2 separate regions of the Zea mays genome follow, and region 2 is linked to region 1. Evidence: chromatin contacts called from public HiChIP or PLAC-seq data. All regions are on one chromosome and are shown on one strand. Each heading gives the region's core, a stretch centred on a gene start, on an enhancer-like site or on the middle of the called end of the contact. The rest is flanking DNA. Distances are from core to core; before and after follow the strand shown.

What was found. HiChIP or PLAC-seq counts read pairs in DNA pulled down with a chosen protein or histone mark.
Region 2: a contact with region 1 is called in an H3K4me3 HiChIP or PLAC-seq map of leaf, with 6 times the contacts expected there. The contact joins the promoter of LOC100279868 here to the enhancer-like site in region 1. A contact is called at or near these places in 14 of 25 Hi-C or Micro-C datasets (bundle sheath, ear, endosperm and 5 more) and 2 of 3 datasets of contacts at active chromatin or transcription factors (leaf and seedling).

The regions. Positions count from the first base shown.
Region 1 is chr2:23,166,988-23,173,481 of Zm-B73-REFERENCE-NAM-5.0, forward strand. No RefSeq gene overlaps it. Among protein-coding and RNA genes, the nearest start is that of LOC103646132, 49 kb to the left of the region's middle. Within about 2 kb of position 2,829, at least 19 of the 20 cell types and tissues checked have an H3K27ac peak or open chromatin away from gene starts, as enhancers often do. A contact at or near this core is called in bundle sheath, ear, endosperm and 5 more, where this site is marked.
Region 2 is chr2:23,227,171-23,233,509 of Zm-B73-REFERENCE-NAM-5.0, forward strand. It overlaps LOC100279868, which reads left to right and starts at 3,461. Exons shown (of 3, transcript NM_001357861.1): 1 at 3,461-4,155; 2 at 5,044-6,339. The coding sequence starts at 3,770.

The DNA.
Region 1 (6,494 bases), core at 1,579-4,078:
CTGTAAAAAACTGGCACCAAAAAAGGCGTCAACACCAAAACCACTAGACAAGCAAAACCTATCTTCTGTATCTTCTGCTTGCTGCTTTAATGGAGTGTAGGAGTAGGAACACAAACCCAAGACTTAGAGAGGGTTTGCTCAGATTCAACCCAAAACTAGAGAACTGACATATAGGGTAAGAATTCTAAGGCTGTCCGCACTGAGCAACGCTACACGAAGCGCTACGGAGATAGAGTGCACTATAGCGTAGACATTTTGCTGCAGCGGGCACCCTGTCTGGCCACGCTAAAATAAGGGCAGGCTCAAAAAACGCCATATACAGAGTTTCGTTGCCTTTACTGCATATCTCTATCCTCTCCGTGCATGTGACAGCTAGTGCATGCGGTGGCAGCACCATTCGGCAGCAGCACGTGCAACAACGTAAACAGTATGGAAAATAAATGATATAATACTCCCTCCGTTTCTTTTTATTAGTCGCTGGATAGTGCAATTTTGCACTATCCAGCGACTAATAAAAAGAAACGGAGAGAGTATATGTTAGTTGGTATAGAGTTAAGATATAGAGTAAATATGACTGCGGAGAATTATAGTATAGAGTAAAGAATTTTGCTGACAAGAACAGAATATTCCTTTTAGAGTAGAAATTTAGAGTTCTACGAGTGCGGATAGCCTAAGACCATGACTCTGACGTATATATTACTCGCGCATATTATACTTTCAGAATTGGGAGGAGCGGCTATGGGAGTTGAAGTTCGATGAGCTAGGAGCGACAAATATGAAGGCGAAGATCTCACTTCACTAGCACTCCAGCAGTACAGAGTAGATTAAACCTCATAAAAGTGTACGGTGAAAAGGGCACATTGAACGTTAGTTGACGTGCCGGTATTTTATCTATTTATTATACGTGGTGTAAAAAAAGGTCGCATCCAATAAATTATCAGGCCTCGGGTTAGAATACGAACGTAAGAGCATGTTCTCCGAAAAAAAGCTCCCTAAATTAGTCGCGGGTCCTGATGCACCTGGGTCGTTAGTCGCGGGGAGAAGACCTGATCCTTTCTGGAACAACCGTCCGACAATGGCAGCCTCAAGTACAGAGGAACAGAGTAGGGGCTCGCGTCCGGTCTGTACCAGTCCGTCCGAGGACGGCGTCAGGGCGAGTCCGTCCGGCGGCGTGGGCATCAAGTTCAGAGGAGTAGAGGAGCGTCCGTCCGGCGGCGGAGCGTGCCTCGTCAATTGAAAAAAAAAGAAACGCGCCGGCGGAAGTTGTTATCGGGTCTAGATCAAATTGAGTTAGATGATAAGTAAGTAAATTTAGCAAGTATATTTGAAGAACTATTGGAGTATTATTTTTCGCCTCAATTGTTAAGTTTAAGATTGTTAAGTTTAAGATTTAGAGAGGTGTTTAGAGAACAATTGGAGATGGTCTAAGTAGTATCCAGCTCGGTTAAAATGAACCCAGCACAATAAACGTGCCATCCACCGATGGCCGGCGGCCGCCGAAGCGTACATAGCAGCGGCAGGCAGCCGGCCATAAAGCATGCGAAGCAGTGATTCAGATACCAGAGAGATAGATTCGATCAGGACAGTCGACAATAATGGTACAACTGGAACTGCAATATACTACTCCGAGCGAGAAGCAGTTTTATTAGGGATGGCACTGGCAGGCTGCTGCAACCGCCACTCTGGGGGAACCGTGGCCCGTGGGCGCGTCATGGGCCCGTTTTTATTATACTGTATCTTCCGAAAAAGAATGCGTTCTAGTTAGAATACTTTATATTTAACCAAATTCTTGGTAAATAGTATTCGTGTGTTTTATGTTTATAGCTCCATATCGATCAATTGGAACAGTATGCTTTATAACTAATCTAATAGTAGTAAACATTATTATTTGTTCATCTGGATTGATCGAACTAATATTAAAATACGATAAAAATGGGTTTTATTTTTGTTGGGACAGAGCTGGTGTCTCTGATCCATAGTACTATAGATCTGCAGCAGTGAGCTGCCGGTGCAGCGCCAGCAGCTGCCTCTGCCTCTCTGCGCCATGCCGTGCATTTTTAGTATATTTATTATTATCGTTAACTATTAGTAGTATATTACACCTCGCTCGACCAGCAGCTGCCGCCGACCCGCCGTGCACGGCGTGATTCACCTGGACGACGTGGGGCCCCGCCGCGAGCTAGGGATCGTCCTGCCCAGCGATCGATCGATCGATGCGAACGTGGACGAGGTGTCAAATCCGCGGGAAGCACCGGCACGGCCAGTCGAGCTAAACTACCTCTCACCTGCATATCCTGGCTGTCAGATCTGGAGGCATGCCCGCGATCGGATCTAATCATGGTGCGCGCGCGCGCGCTGTACCACCGCCGGGCGGCGGTACTAGTGTGCCTCCCTCGCTTTCATGCACGCGCCCAGTTGATGGAGCTAACGTCGTGCGTGCCCAGTGCTGCCTGACCAAGACTAGTACTGCCTGAGTGCCTGACCAAGGACGGGTGCCACGCCTGCAGCCGCGCGGCGCTAGTAGTATGTCCAGATCCAGGCACGATCTGCAACACGACGCGGATCGATCGATCTCCGCGACGCGGTGGCCAGAGTCGAAGGGGCCGGCCGGACGGAAATGGGCACGTAAATAGCCGGCGCCGCGCGCCATGAAAAAGGATCTGGGCGCTTTTCGAGCGCCTGCTGGCCGATTCTACCGATCCCGATCCGTTTTCACGTGCATCAGGCGCGGGCCGGCACGCACGCGGACCCGGAGGACAGGCGTGCCGCGTGCCTTCACCGCGCCCGCGCCCGTCGTCTCGTCGGGGCCCGGCTAGACTGGTACGATACGGAACGGCCGGTCGGGCGTCCGCGCACTCGCGTCCACGCGACGCGTGCCCGGAAAAGGGTCGCGCGCGGCTCTAACTTGTCGGCGCGGCCATAAAGCGCACGGTTTTACTACTACGGACCACTCCCGGCCGGCGCGCGACGGGTTACGGTTGCGCGGCCGGGGTGGGGCTTGATTACGGAGGCGGCGGCGGGCGCGAACGACGGCGAGTGATGGCCGCCTCTCTCTTTTTTTTAATGATATATGCGGAGGTTGACTGTTGCGGCCATACCAGCCAACCGTGCCTGCAGGCTGTATAGCAGCTTGCACAACCAAATTCACAGGTGAGAAAGATGCTCGGAGTGAGGAGGAGGAGGAATCATATACCGCAACTCCTGTGCAAACAGGCCTGGAGGGGCACGTGGACGGATCGTTGGATCCCTCTCGCCGTACCCTGTTGATCGTTGCTAGATTCGCCGCCTGTGATGCACGATGATTTGTTGATTATACATAATTATTTACATGAGGTACTAATAATTCCCGTATGCATGCCCAGCTAGCGGTAGCCCCTGTTGGCCCACCCCGGCCGGCGTGGCTTCCCCGGCGGCACGCTGCTACGCTACGCTGGCATGTGACGCTGCCTACTCGCGTGAACAGTGACCCCCCTCCCCACAGCTAGCGGTAGGTAGCTCTCTGCCTCGCCGACGCGCGCCTCGCCTTCATCACTGCTTCGTGGGCGCGCGCCTTCATCACCGAACGCCCAGTCCCCAAACGGATGGAGATGGAGATATGTAACAAGAGGCGTGGAGCGGTGGGGCGCGCACTGTCATCTTCGATTTTGGCAGTGAGCAGCGCATCTAACGCCAATGGGGACAGTGTCGTCCCGGCCTGTCGTGCGTGCCACGCCCCCGTGAGACGGGCGGATCGGAGCGCGTCGTCCGGACTCCCGAGTCATGGGGGGCGTGTTGGTTGCTCGTGGACGAACGTGCGAGTTCACCGGGCCACCACCGGGCCGCCGGTGCACTTGGAACTGGATCCCCCCAGTCTCCAAAGAATGTTGCGCGTGCCAACGGTGGAATTTGGGGTACGTGCGGCGCGCCGGAAGTTTGGCCCCCGGGATATAGCGAGCGATGGAAAAGGCAGGTGGTTGCTAGTACCTACCTAGCTAGGTCTGCTAACCCGGAGGCGCACGAGAAGGGATCGGAGGGGAAGGCCGGTCCCCGTGGCTTTATTCCGCGGTACCGCTGTCTGGCCATCGATCCGTCCGCGCCAGAGCAGACGACTCGACGCGATCGCACACACGACGACCTAAGCTACCGACGGACGCCCCTGCGCCACCACAGCCACCGGCCGGTACTCCTACGCTACGCTACGCTACGTAGCTCCGCGAGACAGGGGTAACATGCGCGGTGCGCTGTGTGGCGTGCGTGCTTGCGGTTCGTTCCTCGTCGCGTCCATCGATCCATCCAATAGCCCGCCGCACCGTCCTTTCTCTGCTGGGTGTAAAGCGCTAGCTAGCTTTTGCGACGCATCGCACCGCCGCGGCATGCACCGCAAAGCGCCGCGCGCCAGCGATCTCGTCCCGCCCGGGCAGGCTCGTGAAATTGATGGGAAGCAAACAGGGTCATGCTGCTCATGCATGCATGTGAGCGCGGAGCCGGCGGGTAGTAAAAGCCAGCATTTGTAGTTGTAGATAGAGCGAGCGAGCTGTCTGCTGGGCCAGCCGACGCTACTGCGTGTGCGTGTCGTGTGTGTCCTCCTGGGATCTCAACTGCACCGCCATCTCTACTCTGTCTACGGCCAGCCGCCTGAATTCTTCACCAGTGGGCAGTGGGCAGTGGCTGGCTGGAGGCTGGAGCAAGTGATGCTCTGCCAGTCTGCCTATGCGATCTGTCTGACTATCGATCTGCGCGTAAAGAAAGACGAGATGGGTCGAGGAGCCCGAAACGGGCGGGGAGAGCCAATGCAAAGAGAGATGGGAGATGGGAGATGGAGAAGAAAAAAAACCAGCCACAGTACTGGTCCCCGACCGACGATCGGAGTCGGAGCCGGCTCGACGTGTGACCCATCCAGGTAGCGCGCGCGAGTGAGCCAATGCAAGTCGGCGTCGCGACGCTACAGAAACAAAAATACAGGCTGGTGTGGAGCACGGGATGGAGTATCTCGTAGCTTCCACGGCAAGGCAAACTTGCGCGTCGTCGTCCATGGTCCCTCCCTCCCTCCCCGGACAAGCCGAATACGAATGATGCTTCTTCTCGCCAAGGGGAGGCCAGGTAACCTCATGCAAACTCCACAGTGTGGCATGGCCCAACCGCTCCAGTACAGACGCCGTACTCGTACTACCTACTAGCCGTGTAATGAAGGGCAGACGTTGAAGAAAATTTACTGGCTTCCGGTTGCAAATAACCACAAGGAAAACGCGGGGTTATTCGCCCGGTCGTACGTCAACCAGCTACTGGAAGAAAATGTCTGCTACGACTACATACGACATGGCTGCGGTTCCATTCCATGGATAAAAACACGCGAGAGCAAAATGTAGTAAACCGATCATCCTAAGTACTGGAGTTGGAAAGGAAGCTGCATACCACCAACCACCAAAACAATGTAGCGAACCGAGTTCTTACGTCTGTTAGAAAAGAGCCGCGCGCGATATATAGATATAGAATAGCGGGAAGAAAGTGCCGCCGTCATCATATTTCTATGACCTTAATAACCGAGAATGTGTGGACCATGCACGTAAGCCAACCACATGAAGGAGACGCTTGACTTTGCTGCTCCCAGCTGGAGAGGGAGAGGCGACTTTGTATCATTCACGTATGTATCACCGTCATCGGACGATCGTGGTAACTGTTTGGAGAACGGTCAGCGTCATGCGAGGCATCAGGCATTGCTCGCCCCTATAGTTTAATCTTATCTTATCCTGGGCATCCGGCCTGTAAACGCGCGATTAACCTCTCGCTAACAGTATCTCCAACAATGCCTCAAATTGAAATATAGGGCTCTACACAGGAAAAACTAGAGAAAATTCCTGGTATGCCATCAGATTTTATACTCATCCCTTGTGTGCCACTCAGTGGCATATAGGTATAATTTTTGGTGTCTATGACATGTGGGGCCAGTGGCATACAAGGGATGAGTATATTTTCCAGTGGCATACAGGGAATTGGCCCGAAAAACTACTCCAACAGTGCTCTATTTCATAATTTTTTGTCAAAAAACTATAGGGCACCCTCTCAAGTGACTCAAATATACTACACCGTAGTGGACTGCCCTATAATCTAGATTTGGGGCTTTACTGTTGGAGCGAGGTATTTTGTTGGTGCCCTAAATTCTATAAAATATATTTATTTTCAAATTATAGGGCATTTTTATAGGTCACGTTGTTGGAGATGCTCTAACAGCTGTAAAAAGGAAAGAGACGCAATGGCAAAACACATATGGTCGGCTGATCAAATCTAACTCTACTTTTGATCACTTGCTCTCCAAGAATACTAGCAAGAAGACTGTTCTACGTGATCGGTCAACGAAGAAACCCCGGTCACCTGCTAAAACGAAACGGGTAAACAAAACGCCCCGAAAAGCAACACAACAAGCACCGCCTATTCATCCTATGAGACCAGGGTAGTTTCCACCCGTTTACTCATCATCGATATATTATCCCGTTCAAACATGGAATGGTACGATAATG
Region 2 (6,339 bases), core at 2,211-4,710, 61 kb after region 1:
ATGCAGGGACGTTCTGCCCGAACCAGTATAAATCTTGCCCCACCGCGCAAACCATCCGAAGCGCGAAAAGTGCACACAGAATTTTACTTGTTGGAGCGAGGTTCGAAACAACGACACTAAATATGTGTTTGTAATCGTAAACATTCAATCTAAACAACTTTTCTTATATACACCAAAATTGAAATTGATTCACGCTACATCTACATGGAAAAATATGGTTACAAAATACACCTAACATAGACAAAATAAACTCATATAAATTAAAGAGGAGAGAAAGAATACCTTGTTCTAGAAGACCTAAGGATCAAATCCTAGCTTCTAAGACTGAATCAACATATTAGAGAGTGTTGACAGGATTGAGGAGAAAGAGATGAGGAGGGATATGAGAAGCAAATAGAAGTCAAGCGCGAGCGGGCGTTGTGCAAGAGAAACAAGATGTTGTGACTAAAGTATCAAACTTTGGCGCCAAGATCTATGATGTCAAAATTGGTATCATAGGTTATATAGTGTTTTGGTGATAATACGTCAAGGCCACAGTTATGTCCACATCGTTTATGATGTCGTACCTTGGTGCTATGACATATAGCGTCGAGTCTTATAGGGTGTGTTTGGTTTGATGTCAAAGTAGGATGAGTCGGGGGCGCCACCGTCCCCTCGATTTTTTGGGATCACGCCGCCCCCAAAAATCACTCCGGTGTTCACCTCGCCCCTGGTTGACTCTCAACCAAACATTATAGAAAACGTGGCCGCATCATTCCATCTCTCTTTGTACATTCAACCAAACGCACCCATAATAACTTCCGTGGTACAGGTTACGGACGCAATCCCCAGGGTCAAAAATCTGGTTTTAGTTCTACCAAATGTCTAAACACAGAATCTTAACAAAAGCAGGGCTAAAATAAGAAGAAAAAAACCCGGTAAGACATAAGTGCAGGTATACTGAGATACATACAGGTGAAGTTTTGCGTATACGTGCAGGTGAGGTGCGTGTACGTGTACGTATACATAAGGTAGATTTTTTCGGGTAATAATTTCGTAGACATGGTTTGTCCGGATACAGGCATACATAGAGCACAAGGACGTGCGCGCGCACAAATAAAAGAGAAAATGACCGCTTTATCCCACGCACCATTGCATCGCATGGGCCTACAAGTACGGGGACGGGCCGGCCCACAGCCAACCACGTTGTACTGCCGCGTCCCCCTCATCGCAAATTCGCAACCGTCCGCTTCAGCTGGGACCCATATGGCATTAGGGCGCCCGTCTCCTGGCCTCTGCCGTTTGAAGCACGTCGCGACGACGCCGGCTCTAGGAACCGGAGAGCGGAGAGACACTCCCCCGTCCCGGCAGCACCGAGTTTTTTTTTTTTACAGCAGCCGCGCGCTGTCGCCTGTCGGCTCATGCAATGCAAGGCTTCGTGGCGACTGTTCAACTCCTTAGCCAGTCATGCGGCCATGCCGTACGTGTGTCGCCGTGACGACGCGGCGGCTGTGTGGTAGATCTCGTCAGATACACAGCTTCAACGAGGAGATGGAGAGATATATACGCATAACTTGCCAAACACTGTTTTGCACCGTGCACTGTCATATTTAGAGAGTGGAGTTTGAAATAGTAGATGTGGATGAATAAATTGCTAGAGATAGGATCGAACAAGATGTGCAAAAGCTATGTTGTGCATTTTGCTTGCATTCATGTTTGCTGGTCGATATTATTATAATTGACCGCGCGCGCAAGCGCGGCACCTGCATGCCGAGTTCTGGTGTGACGCCGATGCTTGCTAGCTAGACTGGAGAGAGGTACGTGTCTATCCATATCCACGCCAAGCACACACCAGCGGCAGTGAGTAATACAGGAGGTAGCAAAGGCTAGCCTGAGGATATATAGATAGAGATAAAGATCGATATACACGTACTCGGCGTTCCTGCATTGCATGAAGTCAGATGAAGGCAAACTCCAGTATATGTCTCCTCTGTCCAGGGGATGTGGCTCACGCAACGGGTCTTAATTGCTGACCAGCAGCGCGCAGTCACTCTATCGCCACGCCACGGACGTGTAGTATAGTTATAGTACGCGGGCTGCGCTGCGTGCATGACGACGGCGGCGGACACCGGATAGATAGAGGCATAGAGCCATAGAGGAGCCCGGCCCGATGGTACAGATGGCCATGGGCATGCAGAACGGACGTGGGATGTGCACGTCACGGCGTGCGGGCCGGGGGACCCCGGCTTGTTTGGTTGCGAGCGTGGCAAAGAGTTGCCTGAGCCAAGCATCGTCCAAGGCCATCGAGGCATCGACTCTGAAGGGCATGTTTGGTTGGAACCCTGGTCTAGTGCCGGTCAGGCAGATAGATCCCACCGCGAGGCACTCAAAACCGATGGCCTGGATGTCAACCAACAAACAAGCCTTCATGAGTGCATGATGGCTGAGATTTTCTGCCCATATGCCTGCGGAGGCCTTCAACCAAACAAGCCCCATGCATACAGCGCGTGAATGGCGTGAGGGCGTGAGGGGGGCCCCGGGCGCGTGCATGCGCTGTGCTCCAACGGGGACGAGGGCGATGTCAGCGTGGCCCTAGTTGTCCGCGCGCGCCCTCCCCACCAGGGCACTGGGCACGGGAGGGAGGGTACGTACGTACGTGTCCGCCGCGGTCGGCGCAGGCCGTTCCGTTTCACTCACTCTCTACTTCTCTAGCTAGCTACCGCGCAGCCCACACCCTCCCTGTTTTGTCCGCATGCCCCGGCTCATCAATTCCGTCGTCATGTGTCCATGCACAGCACCACACCATGGGCGTGCGGACGGGGCCCACGCTATAAAACGGCACCGCCCCCCGACCCCCGGCCCCGTTACAGGCTGTGCGTACCCGACGGTCGCTGATCACTATACGTACCATTGATCGGTTGGTTGTTCCGGCCAGCACTGCATACGATACGTACACGTACGCAGGGAAAGGATTAGATAGAGACGTGGATCCATCGAGTCTGCAGAGGTCATTGCTCTCGCGCCGCGCGCGGCGTTGCGTTTCGTGCTGGGGGAAGGAAGGGTAGATAGATGGAGATACACATGCGTACGACACGACAGTACATGCGCCACCAGCCCTTCCTTTTGTAGGCGCCCTGCCCTGCCCTGCCCTCTCTCTCCATCGGCCGCCAGCCAGCCATGGCGTCCTCTCCTCTCCCGTCCCTCCCCACAGGCACAGGCCCACCGCCCACACACACTCGGCGCCGCTGGCCTCTTTGCTTGCTTCTTTCTTTCTCCCTCTTCCCTTTGGACCCTTTCCAGTTGTCCACGCTCCCATCTTTTTCACCACCCCTTCTCCTTCTCTCTCTCCCCCCCACCCTCGCCCTTCTCCCACCGCGCGCTTGCCCTCCGGCCGGGCGCCCGTCCCGTCCTTCCCTACTTGTACCAGCCCCTCTTTTCCAATTTCATCCTCTCCCTCCAATTCCACCATCCCTCTCTCTCTCTCTCGCTCGCCACCCGCACCACTCTCGCTCGGTGTGTGGGAGAGAGAGGAGGGGAGGGAGCTAGGCTGGCATGGCCGGCCGCTTGAGCTGCGCATGCCTACAATTCAGTACCAGTACTAGCAAAGCAAGCTAGGTAGGAGTAACACCTCCCCAATTGCTACTTCTACTGAGTTAGCCATCCCGTCGTCCCGGCAGTCACTTCTACAAGTACGCACGCAGCTACCCAGCAGGGCGGCTATACTAATCCCTCCCTGCCTCTGCCTTCCTTCCGAGGACCGCCGCGGCGGGCCGGGGTGCGCGCACCCGCCATGCAGCAGCAGCACCAGGGTGGCGGCGGCGGCGGTGGCGGAGGCTCACAGTTCGGGGCCCCGCCGCCGGACATGGGCCCCTTCTCGCCGACGCCGGCTGCTACCGGTCCCATGCCGCTGAGCAGCAGGCCTCCGTCGGCGCAGCCGCAGCAGCAACCGAGGACCAGCTACGAAGAATTGGCGCCCATGGTGCCTGGGGCCGCCGCTGCCAGTGGCTTCGACGACGAGACGATGGGTAGTGGCGGCGGCGGCGGCGGGTCGTCGGGCGCGTCCAGCAACCGGTGGCCGCGGGAGGAGACGCAGGCGCTCATCAGGATCCGGTCGGAGATGGACGCAACCTTCCGCGACGCGACGCTCAAAGGCCCCCTATGGGAGGACGTCTCCAGGTAAAGGAGCGAGAGAGAGAGAGACAGGGGAACTCGTCGTCGTCCTCGTCCAGACGCATTTGCAGTCTGGTTCAAGAAGCCTGTCTCCGGCATGATTTTTTTTCCCTGCGGAAAGCGGCTAACGGTTTCGTGGAATTTAGCAGCCGCGCCCACATGAAATGATGGATAATTATCCTGCGTCGCTCGCTGCGCCCAATTCCCCTCGAATTTCGTTTTGTTTTCCCGTTTCCGTCCCAGTCTAATCAAATGCGTCTCGATTTCAGCGAGACGGCAGGGGAGAGACAGAGAGAGAGAGAGAGAGAGCTGGAAGGCAGTACTCCTAGGTGCAGTAGCCAGTAGGGTGAACCGGTGAAGGAATCTGGGCGCCTGCGCGCCTGGGGATCGTACCACGGTGGTGAGTGCGGGAGTGCAGGCAGCTGCTGCCGTCGCTGCAGGCTGCAGGCTGCCACTGTCTCCTGCTTTCATGGCTCCAGTTTTTGGGAAAAGAAGGAAGGCAGCCTTCCTCTCCCATCCCAATGCGGCCTCCTTGCTTTCATGACTCACCAGTGCATCATCAGCTTCACATCCCCTCTGATCCCTAAAAATACGAGATGGTTTGTGATTAACTATAATTCCATTCTGCTGCAGTACCTCCACCTCCTTCGGCTCGCACTCTTCTCTCCTCGCTCTCGCCTGTCCTTCCAAAATTCCAATTCTTCCCATCTTCTTGTCTCTTTCCTCCAGAGGCCTTGATGTGTTATGCCACTACATTAGATGCTTCCTCCAGTAAACGCTGCCACTGCCCATCATTTAATTCTTCTTCCTCGCCGATCACTTGATTCTTTGCACGTAAGTAATGGCTGACCGGAACCTTTGTGTACGCGTCTTTGTCACTGCTGTGGCTTTCAGGAAGCTTGCCGACCTGGGCTACAAGAGGAGCGCCAAGAAGTGCAAGGAGAAGTTTGAGAACGTGCACAAGTACTACAAGCGCACAAAGGAAGGCCGCGCCGGCAGGCAGGACGGCAAGAGCTACCGCTTCTTCGAGGAGCTGGAGGCGTTGCACGCAGCCGCGCCGCAGCCGCCACCACAGCACTTGCCGGCAGCCAGCACCGCCCCGCAGTTGCACGCCCTCGCCGCGCCAGTATCCCCGACGCCCCAGCAGCAGTTGCCGGCATCCAGCGCCGCCCCGCCGTTGCACGCCTTCCCCGCGCCAGTATCCGCGCCGCCGCCGTTGAGTTCAATGCCACTGCTGACAGGGCCGATGCAGCCAGCGCCCATATCATCGGCGGCCCCAGCCCCGGCACCGGTGGATCTGCTCGTGGCCCACCAGCCCCTCAACCTGCAAGGCTTCAGCTTCTCTTCCATGTCGGACTCGGAGTCCGACGACGAGTCCGAGGACGACGACATGACGGCGGAGACAGGCGGAAACCAGGACCGCCTCGGCAAGCGGAAGCGCGGCGACGGCGGCGGCAGCAGCAGCAACAAGATGATGTCTTTCTTCGAGGGGCTCATGCAGCAGGTCGTCGACAGGCAGGAGGAAATGCAGCGGCGGTTCCTGGAGACCATGGAGAAGCGGGAGGCCGAGCGCACGGCTCGGGAGGAGGCGTGGCGCAGGCAGGAGGTCGCCCGCCTCAACCGCGAGCAGGAGCAGCTCGCTCAGGAGCGCGCCGCCGCGGCCTCCAGGGACGCCGCCATCATCGCCTTCCTCCAGCGCATCGGCGGGCAGTCCGTGCAGCCCCCTGCTACCGCCGTTGTTGTCCCAATGCCAGCACCGGTGTCAGTCCATACCACGCCGCCGAAACAACCTTCTCGCCAGCAGCAGCAACCGCCGCCGCCGTCGCCCCAGGCCGGCCAGGCGACACCGCAGTCGAAGCCAATCTCAGCCGCGCCGCTCCAGCAGCAACCGCCACAGCAGCAACCGAAGGATACGTCGCAGCAGGACGCCGGCACGCCGCGCAGCTTGCCCCCGGCGTCTAGCCAGTCACTCGAGCTGGTGCCCGTCGCCGCCACGGAGCACCACGTCGATTCCGGGCTAGGAGGAGGGGATGGAGGTGCGGCGTCGTCATCGCGGTGGCCCAAGACCGAGGTGCACGCGCTCATCCAGCTGCGCATGGACCTGGACATGCGCTACCAGGAGACAGGTCCCAAGGGTCCTCTCTGGGAGGATATTTCGTCCGGGATGCGGCGGCTGGGATACAACCGGAG